Linked DNA regions of Anas platyrhynchos: regions 1 and 3 are each linked to region 2. Evidence: chromatin contacts called from public Hi-C data. All regions are on one chromosome and are shown on one strand. The core of a region is the stretch at or near the end of the contact, and the rest is flanking DNA. Distances in the headings are between cores, read along the strand shown. Region 1 overlaps MAML2 (mastermind like transcriptional coactivator 2). Region 2 holds the start of CCDC82 (coiled-coil domain containing 82). Region 3 holds the start of MTMR2 (myotubularin related protein 2).

The links. Hi-C and Micro-C count contacts between places; a contact is called where the count stands out from the background.
Region 1: a Hi-C map of subcutaneous adipose tissue shows a contact between it and region 2, with 2.7 times the contacts expected there. The contact joins the enhancer-like site here to the promoter of CCDC82 in region 2. A contact is called at or near these places in 5 of 8 Hi-C or Micro-C datasets (F1 follicle, liver, skeletal muscle and 1 more).
Region 3: a Hi-C map of subcutaneous adipose tissue shows a contact between it and region 2, with 2.7 times the contacts expected there. The contact joins the promoter of MTMR2 here to the promoter of CCDC82 in region 2. A contact is called at or near these places in 2 of 8 Hi-C or Micro-C datasets (skeletal muscle and subcutaneous adipose tissue).

The regions. Positions count from the first base shown.
Region 1 is chr1:195,513,130-195,516,019 of IASCAAS_PekinDuck_T2T, forward strand. All of the region lies in intron 2 of MAML2 (mastermind like transcriptional coactivator 2), which reads left to right. Among named protein-coding and RNA genes, the nearest start is that of MTMR2, 48 kb to the right of the region's middle. Within about 2 kb of position 1,437, at least 3 of the 8 cell types and tissues checked have an H3K27ac peak or open chromatin away from gene starts, as enhancers often do. A contact at or near this core is called in subcutaneous adipose tissue, where this site is marked.
Region 2 is chr1:195,309,096-195,312,285 of IASCAAS_PekinDuck_T2T, forward strand. It overlaps CCDC82 (coiled-coil domain containing 82), which reads left to right and starts at 1,322. Exons shown (of 8, transcript XM_072032766.1): 1 at 1,322-1,476; 2 at 1,986-2,538; 3 at 3,184-3,190. The coding sequence starts at 1,993.
Region 3 is chr1:195,560,937-195,563,846 of IASCAAS_PekinDuck_T2T, forward strand. It overlaps MTMR2 (myotubularin related protein 2), which reads left to right and starts at 1,468. Exons shown (of 15, transcript XM_005012851.5): 1 at 1,468-1,652. The coding sequence starts at 1,567.

The DNA of each region.
Region 1 (2,890 bases), core at 187-2,686, 200 kb after region 2:
ACAAGCAAATGGTTTGTTTGCTTTTAATGTGTTCGAACACGCACACTGCCAAAAATCTAAGTACCTCCAACAAAGCTTGGTATTAATTCCTTCCCATCTTCGTTTGGTAACTTATAGGTTTGGCAGGAGAAAGAATTTACAAGAGTTTGGACAAAACAAAAAGGAAGCATTTGTCGAACATCATTGTCAAACTTGAAAACTTTTAAGAAATAATGAAAAGAGTGGACATTTGGAAGTAAAAAAATGGTATTTTTCTGACGTTGGAACAAAAAAAAAAAAAAAAGAAAAGAGGGGAGGGGAACTGAAATACCTTCATTGACTGTTGAAAACAATTGCTCCAAGCAGGAAACTTGGCACTTGGAGCTTTTATTAAATCAATTCAGAGGGATCTGTTTTCAACAAATGAGATAAATGTCAAGATGAAGTTTTTAGCCACTCACAGTACATCACATTTTCCTTCCCCTAGAAAGTAGAACAAAAATGTGCACAAATAAATTACTTACATATGTAAAAATCACATTCTGTTTAAATAATCTTTTCTTCCTGCCTGAATGTATCAACAGTGTATCAAAGCTTAATATAATCTTTTAAGAGTATGATTATTTGAGGATGTTTTCATCCTCTCTACTCCTTATTGTTAACCTACATCAAAGCAAACATGTAAACACAATTTATCTGGATAACATCTTTATTTATTACCATCCAGACTGTTATCCAGAACTGGATGCTTCCTATGTGTATATGGAAAGGAACTTTCAGCTAGATCAATATCAATTCTTCACAGCTTTTTTTTTTCCCCTCTTACCCATTTAGCACCTCTCTCTGTCTTTTTCTCAGTCTCTCATCTGCCATTGTGTGCTTTTCCGATGGTTCTAGCTCCTGGAAACCTCTATTTTTTGGCTTCCTCCTCTTTGCTAGAGCCATGCAACCTCATGCTGTTGGGTGCATTCATAGTGGTGGACAGGAGGGAAGGCCTGACATGAAGCTCCAGGCATGTTGTTCTCATCCACAGCCTTCAAACTTCTGTTCCCAGTTTGTCCAGAGCCTGTCTGGCAATTTCTTTGCACGTTAGTGGAAATATGGCAATGGTCTCAGGAGCTTATGTTCCCCTTTCTTGGAGGAAAGTGACAGAAGGTGCAAGCTGAGAAAATGCTGAGACACTTCTGGGTCTTGTGAGGTCAGAGGCTGGATAGTGCTGATCTCGTCACGCTGACTCTGCTCCCTAAAGGTCCCAGCATCATGCCTAAGCAACCACAGGAAAGAAGGCAGCTTTATTTCCAATTTCTCCTCCGAGTACCACCTGATTATGCTTTTGCAATATGGGGAAGAGAGGGTACAAACGACCTAAAGAACTGGGAGGGTGCTGAGGGAGTCTTTCAGTCCCAAAGCACTGAGCTTTGTAATCCTTACTCAAGCTAGGGAAGGCTATTGTCAATAGTCCCTTGATATTTAAGCTCTCCAAACCACTGAGTCATTGGGCCTACTCATCTGAGTCACTGCAGAAGGGAGGGAGCGCTGCAGTTGCACAGAGGACTTTAGCAAAGGCCAGTTTTCAGAGAAAATCCCTCTGGACAAATGTAAATGTGAAGAAAGTTCAAAAGTCAATAAGATGCAGCAAGAGGGAGTAAAGCAGGGGTTGTCAGGTGGGCAGTGAGGAACACGTCACTGCCAGGTCAAAACATTAGCCAGGAACAACATAACTGCAGGAAAAGCCATGGAAAAGTGGAATATATGGGCATTTGTCTTCAAATGGCAACTGAAACACAGACAAGTAGCGAGGAAGTAGCAAGAAAGCCAGCATAACCAGATTTATATTGCCCACTGCTGTTGTAGGCACAGGGAATATTTCATGTTTGAATCCATGCAAGAAGGGTCTTGGCCAGTGACAAAAGTTCCCAAAGGATCTTTCAAACTGGCACTGGTTAGAACAGACTTTAAGATGCTTTAGCTCACTGTAGGATTGCTTTGACATCTCTAGATTCTGGAATGGAGGATATTGGGATCCTTGGGATTTATCCTTGGTTGTGGAAGTGGTGCAGTGGTTGAGTACAGAAAGCAGAGCTGGGGACGTAACCAGGGACTGTCAACATGGATCTATTTTGATTGAGTTTTAGCAGATACCTGCTTTCTGCTCCCTGTCTTGCCTGTACTTCCTTTCAGGTCTCTTATGTAAATAAGGAGAGGTGAAGGCTTTTATCTGACAAGGTTTGGAATGTCAATGGGCTAAGAGAGAAAGTCTGCTCAAATTAGGAAGGAAACTGTGGGGACTGATGATCAGGTTCTTAATAAAGCAATTATATCAGTGGGATTAAGGCCAGGACCTTTGCCATGCAACAGAGCGGAAGGTCTGGAACAAGAGGGGAGTTACAGAATGAGAAAGTTTGTTCGTAACACAAGTTATTCAGTGTAAAACCAAAAGCCAGCTCCCAAATGTTGAGAAAGGGTTTCTGAAAACTGAATGACTGTATGTCTATAAATGCAGGGGAATACATGACTTAAAATAAAAGCAAGAACTAAAAACACCACCAGCAACAAAAACAAAAACAAACAAACAAAACAACACAGGTCTGCTCTTTTATTTGGGATAGGAGAAAGCTGTTGTAACCAATGATAACTCATATGGGAGCTTGTACTGATCCTTGTACTGTGTTGTAGCACTGATTTTCGCATGGTATTGAGGGTAACAAAGAAGGGCAGGCCGGATTTTCTGCTGAGGCATCAGCCACGATGAAGAGAAACAAGCTGAAGCTCAGCTTGTGGGCAGAAATTTCCCAGAATACATTGGCAACTGGGCAGAGCGAGTGTGTTGGCTTGGCTCCCGAGCACATTGGCTCCCCGTTCCAGCACAGGAACAAACCTAGGCAGTGTTTTGTAAGTCGGGTCAAATTCC
Region 2 (3,190 bases), core at 72-2,571:
GGTGGGTCACAGCCTGGTGACCCCAAACCTCCCCATAATTGCAGCTTCAACAACCTCTGTTCTCATGTCCCCCGACAGTTGGGAATAGAACATGTGAAAATTACCAGGTTTTGCTCACAAAACAGCAGATAGTAGTGTACAGCTGCGAAGAAGCTGCTTTCCCAGGGAAGCCTTTGTACAGGTCTTAGTGACCTGCCAATGACACCAAGCTCTGTGGTGGGGTTGACGTGCTAAAGGGAAGGGATGCCATCCAGAGGGACCTGTACAGGCCTGAGAGGTGGGCCTGTGTGAACCTTGTGAGGTTCAGCGAGTCCAGGTGCAAGGTCCTGTATCTGGGTTGAGGCAATCCCAAGCACAAATATAGGCTGGGTGGAGAATGGATTGAGAGCAGCCCTGACAAGAAGGACTTGGGGGTGTTGGTGGATAAGAAGCTTGACACAGCTGTCAGTGCGCACTTGCAGCCTATAAGGCCAACCGTTATCCTGGGCTGCACCAAGAGCAGCGTGGTGAGGAAGTCGAGAGGGGGGGTTGTCCCCCTCTGCTCTGCTCTCCTGAAACCCCACCTGGAGCCCTGTGTTCAGCTCTGGGGCCCCCAGCACAAGAAGGACATGGAAGTGTTAGAACAAGTCCAGAGAAGGGCCACACGGATGATCAGAGGGGCTGGAGCACCTCTCCTGTGAAGACAGGCTGACAAGTTGGGGTTGTTCAGCCTGGAGAAGGGAAGGCTCTGGGGAGACCTTACAGCGGCCTGCCAGTACCTAAAGGGGGCTACAGGAAAGCTGGGGAGGGACTCCTTGTCAGGGGGTGTAGGGAGAGGACATGGGGGAATGGCTCTTAACTAAAAGAGGGTATGTTCAGATTAGACACTAGGAAGAAATGCTTTATTGTTGTAAGGGCGGTGAGGCCCTGGCCCAGGCTGCCCAGAGAAGCTGTGGGTGCCCCATCCCTGGAGGTGCTCAAGGCCAGGCTGGATGGGGCTTTGGGCAACCTGGGCTGGTGGGAGGTGTCCCTGCCCGTGGCAGGGGGGTGGAACTGGGTGGGCTTTAAGGTCCCTTCCAGTCCAAGCATTTTGTGATTCTATATGAATGATTCTACGACCTGCAGCTACCAGTGGCCGCCAGAATCCCTCTTGCCCCACGCCTAGCAAGCCCACAGAGCCTCAGAAACACAAATGCACCGAGCTGAACCGCGATCACAACCGAGCCACCATATCCCGGTGCTAACCCCGCCTGCTAGGCAGGGACCTGAGGGCGGGGGCAGGACTCGAACCCGCGGCCTCCGACTCTCCAACCTGCGAACCCTGGGCAAACCACGTGACAGCCCCGCCTCCCCCATGACCTGCCAGCACTTCCGTAAACATGCCGGGGGCTGAGTGACAGGCCGCGGCAGCCAATCGGAGTGCGCGGAGCGCGGGGTGTGGGCGGTGACCTCCCTTCGGCCGCCCGCGCGCGCACTGAGGCGCGGGAACCGCTCCCGGTAACTACCGGTGGGGTCGGGCCGCGACAGAGCGCGACATGCCGCGATATAGCGCGATATGGCGCGACAGGGCGCGACGAGGACCATCGGCCTGTGCCGTGGCGGCGGGGGGAGAGGGATGGGCCCCGTTGGGCCCGACCCGGCTCCCGTTGGGGCGCCCCAGCCCCACTGGGGGGGGGACAGGGCCCGGTGGGGACACCGGGGGAGGCCTGAGGTGGCAGGTCCGAGCACTCTGCCTCGGCCAGTGTGGGAGGGGGGGTATACTTAAAGGTTTTTTCAATTTTTTCGGGCTGGGTGGGGGTATTTGTGCTCCTGTGTGTGTTTTGAGGAAGGTGTGCGCTCCTCAGAAGTCCTGAGTGTGGTGTGGTGATGTTTTCTCCGTGTCTCACTAATGGTCTCGTTAAATACTATAATTTTACATGGTAAAATGTGCCAGATCGCCCTCATCCTTTGGGATAAGGTAACAGGTCCGTTGTCTCACCGGTGTGTATCGTGGTGTGTTGTCACAGCTTCCCGATGGAGGCCGCAGCAGGTGTCAGGAGGTACGAAACAAGAAACAAGACGGCCGGGACGGAGCTGTCAGCCAAATCCCGCGTGGACTGGAGGCGCACCAAGAGGGAGCGCCTGCTGTTTGACAGCGATGACGAATCCTCGCTTACCTCCGAGGAGGAAGAGTCCACGGAATCCACCGTGTCAGAGGATGGAGTGGGCGAAAAAGATGAAGCTGTTCTGAAGAATGGCTTTTTGGATCAGGAAGAGAAAATCCACAGCGGGGAAATAACAGATGATGAATGTGTTGTGCCTGGGAAGCGTAAGAGGTTGAACAGCTCGGTACTGCACGACAGCGATGAAAGCGAGGACAGTGATATCCTTGTTAGGAAAGTTTTTGCCAAACGCCACTGTATAATTAATGAAGATGAGAGTTCCCAAGAACAGCAGCCTGATAAAACCTGCCCTACGGAAAATGTTTCTACTAGCAGGAAACAGAAAGTGGTGGCAAAATTGAATGCTCTTGCAAGACAAAGAGCATCTCGGACATCTTCTGCAAGTGAAAATTGGGAGGTCTGAATTTTATCTTTGAGCTTCAGTTCCACCACTAAATGTAGGGGAAGATGGCAATTAATAGATACCAATCAGTAGGATTTTTTAATTTTGTTTTTTATTCATGACAAATCAGTAATCCTATCACATTTCAACAGTTGTCACGTGTTAACTAAATAACAGTTTTGAGTGCTGAAAACCTTTAGATCTAATTTAATTTTTGTCACTGGGGATTTAAGAATTCCCTTTCATTTGCTTTTTCAGGCATTCTGATGACTGAGCAGCGTAGAATGCACGTATCACTCTTCTCTATGTTGTCAGAAGGGGAAAAATATCTTTAATATTCCTTTTTCCTTAGAGAAGAGACGTGAGAGGACTATCAGATTACTCTTAATCAAGAAACAAAGTACCTGTTAAAGCACCTTAGAAATCTCATGTTAACTTAATTCCTATTCAGTCTGTTTGACTGGAGAGAGGTACATGGAGATTGCTGATTTAAAGCAGAAAGTAATTGTCATGTAGTACAGAATGATGGATTTTCTGAAATGCATTATTTTTTGTTAACAGTTATGGTCATTAGAAGGTCCCGTAGATGTAGTATTTTGTTAGTGCAGATACTAAAAATTCTTGATTTGCTTTTGAAATATATTTTTTAAATTTAATTAGGATACCA
Region 3 (2,910 bases), core at 218-2,717, 250 kb after region 2:
CATTTTGATAATGTCAAAGCATCTTGTTTTGATTTTAACCCTGCGATAAAACACTCATAATTAATTTTAATTGATTTTAAAAACAGAAATCTCACTTCTAAGCAGAAAACAGTTTGCATTTTAGAAAAGTTTACACGAGCTCAGTTTTTTACACTAAAAAGAAAGGCTAGACAAACTCATTTGCCAATTTATAAACTTTTTTTAGAACTCGAAATTAAAAAAAAATACAGTGAAAAATTGCTTCAACAAAGCCGTGCTTTCAAGTTTAAACCAGCTTGAAAACCATCCCACATCAAGCTTGCTCAACAGCAGCCGAAAGACGCTGCAGGAAAAGCGAGGGAGGAAATTTCACAGCAGCCTAGCGCTGTCTCAGGCGGGGCTGCTCCAACATCCTGCTCGTCTTCACCGGCCTGTGAGTGACTCAAAGTGCTCCGGAGTTATACCCCAGCGACAGGAACAGAACGGGAAATAGGCAGAGATATATCACCCAGCTCGCTCTTTGGAGAGCAAAGGGATGTTTGAGTAACCATTGACAGCCACAGAGCGTTCAGGCTGTTTGTGTTTCAAGTGGATGGCCATTTGGGGTGATGTTCATGGCATTGGGTGTTTGCTTTACCAACAGGCAGCATGGATGAGCGGGGTTTAGTGGAAACCCACCTGCCTACTAACAGGTCCCCGGTGTTTTGGTTTCTTGTCTGCCTTGTAGGATTTTTGTCAAAACAGCTGCGTGTTCAGCACCCGCCCTGTGCGAGAGGGGAGCGTCAGCTGCAGTTCCCCAGTCTGTAAATAACGCAAAGAGCTCTTCTCTCGCTCGCCAGATTGCTTCAAGGAACTGAACGTTGCCCTTCCTGCAGAACTACCTGTGTTTCGATAGCGATCTTTGACGGCAAAGAAATGGGCACAACCCGTGATATCTGTACTCAAGCTGTCAGCCCGACAACTTCTTCCTCCACGTGTGCACAGCGGATCCACACCGGCACCCTGTGAAGCCGAGCAATTTGGGCCTGGTGGAGGCCATCATCTTCAGATGGGATCCTTGAGTGATTAAGCATTGTATAAGGGTGATTAAGGATTTTGGGAGCACAATTCTTTTTTAGTATGTGAACAGAGCTTGGCATAAGGGGGGATGGGGGGAGGGGGGGGGGTCTGTGCCTCCTGCAGGCTAGTGTAACAGAAATAATGCCACTGACAGAGGCTACAAGCCTCTAGGAATGACTTTGGTGTCCAGATGCAGAGGGTGAATGCCCAGGGGAAAGGAAGGGCGAACAGTGACTGGATTTGGCCAGGCTACCACGGGTGGCTCCTCGCCCATTCCGCCCCCCACCCTCTCCCCCATGCCCACCCCTCTTCCCTCGCTGCCCCGCCACCCCACACACAACCCCAGCCTCCCCCTTCACCCCCAGCCACCACCAGCCGATCCCCCCAAGGGGTGAGGGCAGGCTGCGGCAGCCGGGGGCCGAGCCGAGGCAGAGCCGCCCCGCCTCAGCCCGCCCTTCCCCGCGCAGCACGCCGGGCCGCCATGGCCGCTCCCTGCGCCCGGGGCTGAGGGCCGCCCCGCCGCCCGGCATGGAGGAGAGCTCCAGCTGCGAGAGCCTCGGCGCCGGGCGGCCGGCGGCCGTGGGGAGGCCGCCCAGCGGCGATTCCCTCTCCAGGTAACGGGCAGGGTCGTCCCCCATTGCCCTCCATACCCGCCCGGGGTCGTAGCGGGGTGTGGGATTTGGGATTTGGGGGTGTGGGGGGGAGAGGGTGCTCGGAGGGATGCAGGGCACGGCGCTGGGGCAGCCGCTATGCGGCCGATTTAGGAATGAATTGTAAAGGTTTGGTAGAGGTGCCCCCGCCGTCAGTGTGTAATCATGCTAATTAAAGCCATGTTTCTTCGGTGGGTTTGGGGAGGGAGCAGTAAAGGTGGGGGTCTGCTGGGGCGGCAGGAGGGGTGCAAGGAGCATCCCTGGTGCTGCACCCCGAGGGGCGCTCGCTGTGTGCCAGGCTGGGCCTTGGTCTGAGCCTTCAGCAACAAATCCGCGGGGACGTGTCCCCTTCCAGCTCTAATTTGCAGTCTTAATGGCCTTTTAATTCTCTCTGGGTGATTTCCGAGGTCCTTCAGTCACACAAACTGGAAAGAGGCGTCCCGTGCCTTGCACAGGTTATCGGGGAGGAAATGAGAAGTATGCAAAGCAGCCATCAAATACAGCATCCACGTACTGTATTTATACCCAAAAAAAGCAGTTTTCTCTATTGGTATTACATGAATTTGGGATTGAAGGCACAAGAATTACATTGGTCTGAAGTTCACGACTCGTGGAAACACTTGATAATTACGTTTCAGGTGAAATTCATCGTAGAAGTTGAGGGGAGACCTCATCAATGTGGATAAATATCTGAGGGGAGTGTGTTGAGAGGATTAGGCCGGTCTCTTTTCAGCTGTGCCCACTGACAGGATGAGAAGCAATGGGCACAAACAGAAGCCCAGGAGGTTCCAGCTCGATATGAGGGGGCACTTCTGTACTGTGAGGTGACAGGGCGCTGGGACAGGCTGCCCAGAGAGGCTGTGGGGTCTCCTCCTCTGGAGATATCCCAAACCTGCCTGGATGCCATCCTGCACAACGTGCTCTAGGTGATCCTGCTCGGCAGGGGTTGGACTGGGTGATCTCCAGAGGTCCCTTCCACCCCCAGCCGTGCTGTGACTCAAAAGCACATCTTGCTGTAGGGTGTAGGAGCATGGGGCAGGCGAGGGATGGGACCTCAGAGTGCCTCAGCACTCTGTCCCAGCAGGGACAGCACTGGGGGCAGGTCAGGCTGCTCAGGGCTTTTTTTCCAGCCTGGGCTTGGAAACCTGCAAGGACAGAGACCACACAACCTCTCTGGGCAGTGCATCTCCTCAATACCTTCTGTGAAGGCTCTAGGGGTGCT